Linked DNA regions of Mus musculus: region 1 is linked to region 2. The links are chromatin contacts, called in public Hi-C maps. All regions are on one chromosome and are shown on one strand. Each heading gives the region's core, a stretch centred on a gene start, on an enhancer-like site or on the middle of the called end of the contact. The rest is flanking DNA. Distances are from core to core; before and after follow the strand shown.

What was found. Hi-C and Micro-C count contacts between places; a contact is called where the count stands out from the background.
Region 1: a Hi-C map of the N1E-115 cell line shows a contact between it and region 2, with 7 times the contacts expected there. The contact joins two enhancer-like sites. A contact is called at or near these places in 5 of 484 Hi-C or Micro-C datasets (the N1E-115 cell line and embryonic stem cells) and 1 of 115 datasets of contacts at active chromatin or transcription factors (embryonic stem cells).

Annotation. Positions count from the first base shown.
Region 1 is chr14:64,625,563-64,630,887 of GRCm38.p6, forward strand. All of the region lies in intron 1 of Gm36924 (a long non-coding RNA gene), which reads left to right. Among named protein-coding and RNA genes, the nearest start is that of Gm36924, 3.6 kb to the left of the region's middle. Within about 2 kb of position 2,774, at least 42 of the 459 cell types and tissues checked have an H3K27ac peak or open chromatin away from gene starts, as enhancers often do. A contact at or near this core is called in the N1E-115 cell line, where this site is marked.
Region 2 is chr14:64,307,079-64,312,273 of GRCm38.p6, forward strand. All of the region lies in intron 2 of Msra (methionine sulfoxide reductase A), which reads right to left. It overlaps Gm52131 (a long non-coding RNA gene), which reads right to left. Exons shown (of 2, transcript XR_003951179.1): 1 at 1,324-5,195; 2 at 1-844. Among named protein-coding and RNA genes, the nearest start is that of Gm52131, 4.0 kb to the right of the region's middle. Within about 2 kb of position 3,008, at least 89 of the 459 cell types and tissues checked have an H3K27ac peak or open chromatin away from gene starts, as enhancers often do. A contact at or near this core is called in the N1E-115 cell line, where this site is marked.

The DNA of each region.
Region 1 (5,325 bases), core at 1,524-4,023, 320 kb after region 2:
GTATTTAAAATATGGCTAGGTAGTATGTTGTTCTGGCAAAATGGCAGGCATAGGCTCTCATCTAGGATCCATGACATCACTAGCCCCAGGTGGTTGGTTAGATTTCCCATATCCAGCAAGAGTTTCCTCCTTTGAGCAGGCCGCTAAATGCCTAGATATATGATTATCACTATTGCACCTTTAGAAATGCCTTGCCAGGCTAATCATGGTTGTGGTTCATCGAGGTGACATCTGGCCAGGAGTGTCGATTGCTTTCCTCCTTTGGGGTCTTGCACAGAACCTTCTAGCGCTGTGAAAGACAGGTCCCTAGTTTTTAAAATGTAGATTTCAGGTTGAAAGGTGTAAGTTCTTCAGAGGCTTTTGTCCAAAGTTTACAAAGATGGTAAGAGGAAGGAAATGAGGGTGCACAGCGCCCTAGATGTGTGTGTGTGTGTGTGTGTGTGTGTGTGTGTGTGTGTTTACATATAGTACATATTTAATGGTCAAGACTAACAACCAACAAAGCTCAGGAGGTCTGGGAGTCAGCACTGCAAACTCCGTAAGTGAACGACAGAGGTTAAGGCCTGCCACGTTGAGAAAGCATGTTAGTCACAAGGTGGCGATGTTGTATTAATGTTGACTCCCCCCCCCCCCCAACCTTTGAAGCTAGACAGACTAGCTTTAATCCCAACCAATCAGGCAAAACAGAGCATAACAAAACAAAAATAAAACAAGCAAACACTAAAAGTCCCTAGATTTAGTTAATAAATCTAAAAAAGCGACAGGTGATGGTTCACTCCTGTAATTCTGGAACTAGGGAGACTAAGACCAGAGTTCAAAGCCACTCTAGGCTACAGAGTAAGACTCTATCTATAAATAAATAAGCCTGGACCTTAAAAAATCTGTGCAGAAAAATATAAGTACAGCTAGACACAGCCTGTGCTGGCCAAGATGGCCTCAAACTTGCTGCATAACCAAGGCTGACCTTGAACTCCTGAATCTCCTGACTCCACCTCTCCGTGGGGCTTACAGACATTTGAGTTCCTGGTTCATGCACTCCTGTGAATGCACGCCTGCTGGGCAAGCACTCTGAGCTATCTTACAGATGCTCGGATGAGTCTCCAAGCACCTTGATCAACTGTGAGCTGTTTCCATCAAATCTAGCTTGACAGCATTACCAGCTGGCAAGGCTATCTTTAATCTTCTCACCCTTGACTATCTTGCAAGAAGTAAAGACTTCCTCTTGCCCCTTGGGCCATCCTGTTTTCTCCGGCTATATCTGAATTAACAGCAAAACATCCTGCATGGGACTATAATTACTTATGCAAGAAAGCCCTACAGAGAGTGAATGTACTTAAAGCCTCTGTGCATTTGCTTGTTTGTCTCCAAGTTCTGTCGAGTTGGCTGCTCTGGGTTGATTGGTATAAATACTCTGCTTGTGCCCGGTTTTCATAACTCCTGTGACCTTGACATTCAGGGAAGAGAGCCTCAATCCTTTTCAAAGTTTCTGTTATATTATACTCCCTATCTCAGAGCCATTCCTTCAGGGTCATCTTTGCCAACTCACCTACAAAAGCTAAAATATAACCAAGTGCGTACTTTTCCGGTCAACCATCATTTTAGCAGTAATTCAGGGACAAGATTCTGCGTATGGCCTCAAGGAGGCGCTCACGGCCCGCAAAGCAGAGAAAGGCCCACCCCGCAGTCCCTGCCTTTGCAAACTACCTCCAAGCAGCTAAACACCGAAGTGCACCTTGGGAGAACCTGAAGGATGTTGGGTTAAAAGAATTAAATCAGTCACAGGGGCAAATTCTACATGACTCCTCTCATACGAGATCCCCAGGGCAGTGAAGTTCATAGAGAGGAAGTAGAATGTAATGACCAAGGAAAAGGAAAGGGAGAATTAGTTGTGGTTTGTGTATAATTTTTTTTTGCTTTGTTTTGTTTTTTGTTTGGGGGTTTTCCTGTTTGTTTGTTTGGTTGGTTGGTTTTGTGGCCCTGGCCTTCCTGGAACTTACTATGTAGACCAGGCTGATCACAGAGCTCCATCTGCATCTGCCTCCTGAGCTCTGGCATTAAAGGCTTGGTGCCATCATGAGTGGTGTGTGTATTTCATTTTTAATTTTAATTGTTCTATGTATGAGTGGAAGTGCACACTCATGCCAGGGTGTATTGGGTAGAGGTAAGAGAAAAACGTTTTGAAGGCTGCTCTCTCCTTCTGTTGTGTGGGTAACAAGGATGAACGCAGGTCATAGAACTTGCACAGCAAGTGCCTGCAAGTGCCTTTATCCTCTGGGCCATCTCACAAGTCTGGGGATTGATTTAAAGGGCAGGCGAGGCATTCCAGTTTTATAACTGGAATTTTATAACTGGAACAAGGATTGAGGATTTCTTCCCTGAAGGTCAAGGTCATGGGAGCTATGAAAACCCAGCTCAGATGGAGCAGATTTACCCATCACACGGCTCCGCGGATGCTAATGCTAAGTATGGCAGCAACTACCTGTAACCGATGGGAATCTGAGGCTAGTCTGGCTACATGAAAGATCCCTCTCCCCTTCCCCTCCTCCTCCTCTCTTCCCCCTCCCTGCTCCGCCCCCCACCCCCGCACGCATGCACGGTGCTCCGCGTGAATGTACTCTATGCCACCACTGGACTGAGCACTGGGTGAAGACGATAGTGCCTTCTTTATCCCATGACCAACAGGAAATCCTCTCAGCTCTACACTCACAGCAGAGTCTGGCTGGGTGTGATCACTTTGCCCAGCCCCCATCACACCGCCAGGCACGTCTGCCCTGCCACTCTGCCCTCTGCTCCCGCCCTGTACAACAGTGTCCTCCTTCCCTCCCCCGCACCACACCACGCCTTATAAGACACACCACGCCTTATAAGACACCTCATGGTTACTATTGTCGCTCACTCTCTATGTTTCCCTTGGTTTGGACCAGGCTGGCTCCTTCACTCCACATACACAAGCACTGCAGGTCACCTCAGCTGAGTGCCCTTCCTGTCTGCTGACCTCTGGTTGGCCAAAGCAGGCTCTAGTTCAGGGTATATTATGTACAGCTACGATGATGAATTGGGGTCTTCTTACCTCCTACCTGGCCCATCAGGGTCCTCTCTCATCTCATTGGCCTATAGATACAACACCTGGGTGGCTTTCTCCTCCTAAAATGCTGAATAAACACCCTAGCTAGAGAATAAAGACAGGTTAACCCCAGGAGAGACAGGCAGTTTCTGATCCTGACCTTTCAGGAACTGGACAATTAGACCTGTGCCAGTCGGGTGAGCATTTGTTTATTTGTTTGCCGGTTACTCTTTACTTATTTAATAGATTTACTTGTTCATAGATTTATTTCTTGTGTTATTTTATGCTTATGTGTATTTTGCCTGCATGTATATGTATGCACCACATATGTACCTGGTGCCTGTGGAGGTCAGAAAAGGGTATTAGATTCCCTGGAACTGGAACTACAGCCAGTTATGAGCCTCTGTGTGGGTGTTGGGAACAGAACCCGGGTCTTTTGCACGAGCAGCAAAGACTCTACACTGCTGAGCCATCTCTCCAGGCACTCACCTGAGCTACCTTGGAAGTCACACAGGAAAGTATGGAGGGTTTGGGTTTTGTTCTGTAGACTGGGTCTCACCAAGCCCCGTCTGGTGTCAAAATCACTATGTAACTGAGGGTAACTTTGAACTTCTAATTCTCCTACCTTCACAGGAAGTGCTGGTTTTTCAGCACCATGCCCAGTTTATTTGACACTACAGACATAAACCAGGCTTCAAGCGTGTGAGGAAAGTGTTCTACCTACTAAGCTACAGCCCCAGCTCCCTACTATTGGTTTTGGTTTTGGGTGTTGTGTTGTGTCGTTTTGTTTTGTTTTGTTTTGAAACAGAATCTCACTACATAGCCCGAGCTAATTACAGGGCCCGGGTGGGGGGGAGGGGAGGGGGACAAGACCAACTGTGTTTGAATATAGTTTATCCTTCCGCAGAACCCATGTTGGAAGTCTGGCCTCCACTGTGGCTATGTGAGAATGGAACCTTTAAGAGTTTTCTTGGGCTGGAGAAAAGGCTCAGAGGTCAAGAGCACTGACTGCTCTTCTTGAGGACCTGGATTCAGTTCCCAGCACTCATACAGTGGCATACAACTGTCTGTAACTCCAGCCATAGTACCCTCTTCTGGTCCAGTACCCTCTTCTGGCCATTGCTGGTACTGCATGCAAGTGATCAGGGCAAAAAACAAAACAAAACAAAACGTAAAACTGAAATAAGTAAATCTTTAGAAAGAAACCCAAACCCAAAAATCTCTAGAAAGAAAGGGATGAAGGGGGGGATGGAGAGAGGGAGGAATGGAGGGAGAGAGAGAGGGAGGGAGGGAAAGAGAGAGGGAGGGAGGGAGGGAGGGAGGGAGGGAGGGAGGGAGGGAGGAAGAGAGCTGGGTCCTTGTGGAAGGTGAGTAGCTCACTGGGACTTCATCCTGTGACGGGATTGATTGTTGATGGAGCGAGCTGGAAAGTCTAGGTGGCATTCTGGTTCCCACTTCACCCTCTAAGTGTCCTGCTCATGCTGATACCAAACAACACAGCCAAGGAAGCTGAAATGAGGGCACCGTGCCATCTTAGTCTTTCAGCCTATAAAGCAGTAAGCTAGACAAACCTTTTTTCTTTGTAAAGGACCCAGCTTCAGGTAATTTGTTAGAATTAAGGAAAGTGAATAAACAGGAATCTACAAACACTTCCCTTGAGGCCTTCCTTGCCCTTTTAATTGGTCCTATCTGCCTGAACCCCTACTGGCCTAGCCTGCCTAGGATCAGACCTACTACCTCCTACAGCCCCCAGTCCCAAGTCCTTACTAGGGTGACCACCCCCCTCCCAGGCAACTATTATAGCTCTGATATAGCTCTTAACTAGACCAGCACTGATAAGAGACACTTTGGACCCTCCATTTAATTTGAAAGATTGCTGGAAATAGCTTGTTTCCCAAACGGAAATAGTCTTTGACTCCATAGATTTTTGTCATCTCCAGTTATAAAGATCCAGGAAAAATCAGGAAGGTAAGAGGGGCTGGAATGTGACTCAGTCGGTAGGGGGCTCACCTAGCAGAAAAGAGGCCCTGGGTCCAATCTGCAGCACTCCATAAACTGAGTTTGGTGGGTCACACCTGTATCCTAACGTAAAGCTGGAGGATCAGAAGTTCAGGGCCATCTATGGTTACATAGTGAGTTCAAGGCTAGCCTGGGCTAGCTAAAACATTATTAGAGAGAAGAGAGAGACAGAGAGAGTGAAAGAAGGAAGGAAGGACGGAGGGGAGGGTGGGGGTGGGGGAGGGGTAATAAGTGACATTGCA
Region 2 (5,195 bases), core at 1,758-4,257:
TTGATTCTTTGACGGGGAAGGAGTCTAATCATGGTTTTTCTGTATAGCCTTAGCTGTTCTGGAATTTACTCTATAGACCAGCCTGGCCTTGAACTCACAGAGATCCACCTGCCTCTGTTTGCCTGGTGCTGGGATTAAATGTGTGCCACCACCTGGTACCCTTGGGTCTTCTACACGCCGAAATGACTAAAGTTGGTATAAAAGTGATGCCTAAACCAATAAAGTGTTGCTGTGGTAAATGACATCTTATTCCTGCCAGGAGCACCCTTCAAGTATACACAATTCCCACCTGGACTCCACTTACCACACCCTACCAGGATGTGGCACCAACAGCCCATAGGTCTATGGTAGCTATAACGACAGCCCATCCCAAAATTCTAAAAATTACACAGATTTTTTTTTTCAACTTGACTGTGTGGTTCTTATACATGAACTGTATAGATGACAACATTGAATTACAGTGGAAAGAGATGGAAATGCTTTCAAGAATCATGTCTCTTCTTTCCACTACAGACAAGCTCCATGCTGTCCTTGTCCCCCCTCTTCATCCAATACACTGTATATAAAAGGGGCAGGAACCTCATCTAGCAGCACCCTAGGTCTCTCAAAACAACATGGCTACCCTTCCTCAGTCACACCACAGGCCCATGTTCAGAGGCCTGCACGCCCCATCCCTCTGTCATCAGGCCTGTCTGCATCTAGGAATAAAATGGAAGTCAAGATCAGCAACAAGAGAAAAAGATGCAAAAAACAAACTTACCTTAAACTATATCTCCAAAGCTAGGGATGTGGGTGGAAGAGTTTCTGCCTAGCAAGCAGGAAGCCCTGGGCTCCATCTTCAGTCCTGCATAACGGGAACGCAGAGGTGCATGCCTAGAAGCCTAGCACTAAGAAGCTGGAGGTAGGGGGATCATGAGTTCAAGGTCATCCTTGACTCCTAGCCACTTAGTGACTTCAAAGCCAATCTGGGATATATGAGATCCTGTCTTAAGAAAACAACAAAAACAAAAAACAAAAGTCTACAATAACTAAAGACTGCCCTGGAAGGTGCTTCAAAGGACTTGGGGCAGTAGTTCTTAACCTATGGGTCATGATCCCCTTAAGGGGAAAGAGTCAAATGACTCTTCCACAGGGGTTATGTATCAGATATCCTACAAATCAAATATTCACGTTACAGCTTATAACAGCAAAACTATAGTTATGAAATAGCAATGAAATAGTGTTATGGTTGGAGGTCACCACACCATGAGGAACTGTATTAAAGGGTCACAGCATTAGGAAGGGTGAGGACCACTGAGCTAGGGAGAGGTGCTATCTAATTACCCAGTGCTTCCTCATCTTGGAAGCTCGCTCCAGTTCTTAGCTTGCTGTCCCATCAGTCTTGTGGGCATAGAAGGCCTGCTTAATTACAAGCATTCCCAGTCATTCTCCTCAGCCTTTCCCCTGGAATGCGTGGCTGCCACTCTTCTCCTCCCAGACCCAGCTTCAATAGTTTTCAGTCAAGGTTCAGGGAGAAACCCGCCGCACCGGGATTTGATTATTTACCAACATAATGTTGGCTGCAAGCCAGCGAGACACCAATACATTTTCCTTTGAAGCCTGACATATTGCCTGCTGTTTCTAAGTCTGTTTTCTCAGCTGGCCAACAAATAACCAGGACTGTTTAAAGAAAAAAAAAGTCACAATTCCAGGTGGGGAGGGGAGTGCTGTTCTCGTGATGGGTTCCTCATAGAGACACTGAACTCATTCTTCCAAAGTGACAAAGGTGTCCCCAGGAGTGGAGCACATTATCAGGCCTCTGACAGCTGCTGGTCCCCATGCGTCTGTGACCAGTTTTTCTGTATATTACTTTGGGAAAGGCCTGCAGAGGTCTGGCCCTGGTGGCAAGGTCAGCAGGTGGCAAGGGTATCAGCGTGTCCCCTGATGTCTTAGGATACACTGGCATGTGTTCTCCTTGTTGAAGGGCCCCCAAGACAACCTGACACAGATCATAGGTCTCTCAGAAGCTGGTTGTCTCAAAAAATCTACCATGAGGCCATTAGAAACCTAAGAGACAATAGGGGACAGCAGCTGCTGTCCCTTTCTAACAATCAACATTAAAGTTCTAGTCCTTTTCTTTAAAAGGAAAGTTTAATTGAGATGAGAGTCTCATTCTCTCACTATACAGCCCAGGTTGGCATAGGACTTGTGACCCTCCTATCTCACGCCCCTATATTACATGCCATTACATGTGTACACCAATGTGCAGTTAGACATTGTTGTCAAGGACAAGCTTTCAGATTTGGAAGTAACGGTTTGGGTGGCAAATAGATGCTCAAAGACTGTACTTTAAAATCTTAAAGGTTCTTTAAAAAAATTCTGGGTATGGATATGTGCCTGTTTGTGAGTCTCTGTGTGCATGAGTGCAGGCACATGAGGAAGCCAGCAGGGGGCATCAGATCTCCCTGGGCTGCAATTACAAGTGCTTGTGAACTACCCAACGTGAGTGCTGGGAACCAAACTCAGGTCTCTGCAAGAGGACTGTGCTCTTAACACTAGTCATCTCTCTAGCCCTAAAGTGTCAAATAACTCCTCTTTCAACTCTAGTTATGACCAGCATCTCTTGTCCTTCCTTTACCACACAGCCTTCTCCATTAGTAAGCTTTTTTTTTTTTTCCTCTGATAGATCCTCTTGCCTGTGGAGAATTTTCCAGAGTAGGAGTAGCTGTTCTGAGCTGACAACACTCCCCTGACCTGGGGGCTATAGCCTAATGCTCTGCTGAACAGAGTGGCCCACAGCCACCAGCTGTCACTTTCATTAAGATATTGGGAGCGGAGAAAAACCTTCCTGAGACAGGCATGGAGATCTGGCCAAAGTTGTTCTCAGAAGGGAGAAAGTAGGCTCGGAGCTTGGCTGAGTCTTTCATCTCCAGATGCTTCTGTTTCTCTGCCCACTTCACAGGACACTGTGCAGATTAGAGGGAGGGTGGCCACAGGGCGCTCTCAGACAGCACAGACAAAGGCATTGCGTAACTGCGAAATGTTCGCTTTCACTTTTGCAGAGTGTCAGCTGCCTCTAACCTGTGAGTGAGCATTAGCAGCAAGCCTGAGGGGCAACAGGGACCTGAGGCTGTGGCCTCCCCATAACATCAGCCCAGTCCACGAAGGGAGCGGGAGAAGACCTGGGGAAAAGATAGTTACTGACAGACAACAAAAAGCAGAATAAAAAATAGCTTGAGTTTAAAATAACTTGCTGAGACTGAATGCCAGGGACTTCGTTTAAGGAGCCGTCTCTGATTGCTGGGCACAACACACCTCTGTATTTTCTCACACCGGTGTGGCCTCGATCCCTCAAAGCCGATCTAAATGCTAACTGCAGCTCCGCAGTCACCAGCAGACTGGATCAAACCATAAAGCTGCCATGCAGGCATTCCGCTCAGCACATTGGACTCTTCAGTCACTTGATGAAGTTACAGTTGGTGACACTGTTTTGGCATAATGTATTGAGACCTCCAAGGCTGAAGGAGGAGTTTGGACAGGTAAAAAGTACCACTGTTGCTCTGGGTAACTGACAGGCAGGCAGATGTAGCCAGTGCTGTCTGCATTATTTGCTACTAAAATCGAAGGGGGGTAGGGGAGAGCTGGAGGAGTCTTTGCATTTTCCCAGCAAAAGCTGCATCTCAAGGGTCCTTCAGAGCACTCTGGGAACACACAGGAGTTTACAAATCAATTTACTAAATTGGCTTGGCTGGAAATCATGCTTTTGTATGTGGATCCGGCTGAAAGGCATTTTTTAAATCTATCGGGCCCTAGTGAGGCTCCTTCAAGCAGTGCAGAGAAAGGTGACATCAGAAAAAGGATGTCAGTTCCAAACCAAGTAGTCTCTGGCTCAAACCCTGCTCCAAAGGCCCGGCCACCCTGAGTAAGTCACATGACCTCTCTGAGCCAACTGCCTAGCTAGCCCACCAGCCCCTTGAATGCTGGCAGGGTGAAAGTCAAGCGCTGTCTCAATCTGGCCTTTTCCGTGTAGCTATAGGTGACCCAGATGACAGGAGCCCTCCCCACGCCAACCGTTCTCTCCTCTCCCATAGACAGGTGGACAAGTGACAGGAAAGGAGCAGAAAGCTCTGGAACCCCCATTGTGCAATGACTGCATACACTTAGCCAAATTGGGAACTTCATTTAAGCAGCAGAGAGAGCCAAGCTGCACTTCTAAAGACAGAATTTTTAGATGTCAGGCATATGCTATTTTGGGTTCTGTATAATTTTGCCCTTTAGATATTGTGAACTTGAATTCTGCAAGCGGTCTGTCTCCTTTTGTTTGTTCAGTGGTTTGTTTTTTTCAAATGAGCACTCAGATGTATAGCAGCCCTGCTGCCTCTGACCCTGATGCAAGTGCCAGGATCCTAGGCATGGCTACCACACTTGGAGTCATTTTTTTTTTCACACCACACCTATCAGCCAGTTGGCCAATTGCAGTGCACTTCCCAGGCTCCCGGTGACAGGTGAGTCTGAGGTCTTGAGTAGAGAGGAGGTAGAACAAAGGGCCCAGACCTAGAGAGGCCCCAGATCCATTCAACAGAAAGCTAAAGCATGGAGAGGGCGGTGTATTGCCCTAGGTCAGACTCTGGTAGGGTTGTAGCAAACCTCTGAAAACCAATAAGGAATGGAAAAGAAAAGGAATCTCAGCACAGAGTCACATGCCCTGATGTTTTCAACTCTGAGGTCAGTGAATGTTAGTTCCTACTACGTTGCAGGGGACAGCAGCCTGCTGAGACAGACCTGTGTCACTTGTCACTCCCAACAAGATATTAGTCATCACTCTGTCAAAGATGCCTGAGAAAAAAGTTAGTGCTCATGGGTTGAGTCCATGATGGTTCAGCTCATCATCTGAAACCTGTGGTAAGGCAGAGGATCATGGCATGGTGGCCATAGTACAGCAAAGTTGATGATCTCATGGTGGCTGGTAAGCAGATATGGGGGAGGACAGGCTAAGATCCCAATAGTGGCTTCAAGGGCACACTCCCAATGACTTAACTTCCTTTCACTCTTCCCCCTCTCCCCACAGTGCCACCAGCTGAGCTTCTGGGGACATTCCAGATTTAAACTGTAACAATACAGAATGTAGTTCCTAGCCTGTCATGGTTGTCAAATTTGAGAGACTTAAAACAAACAAAAATAATCACAAGGATGATGCACATCAATAAATAGGATAT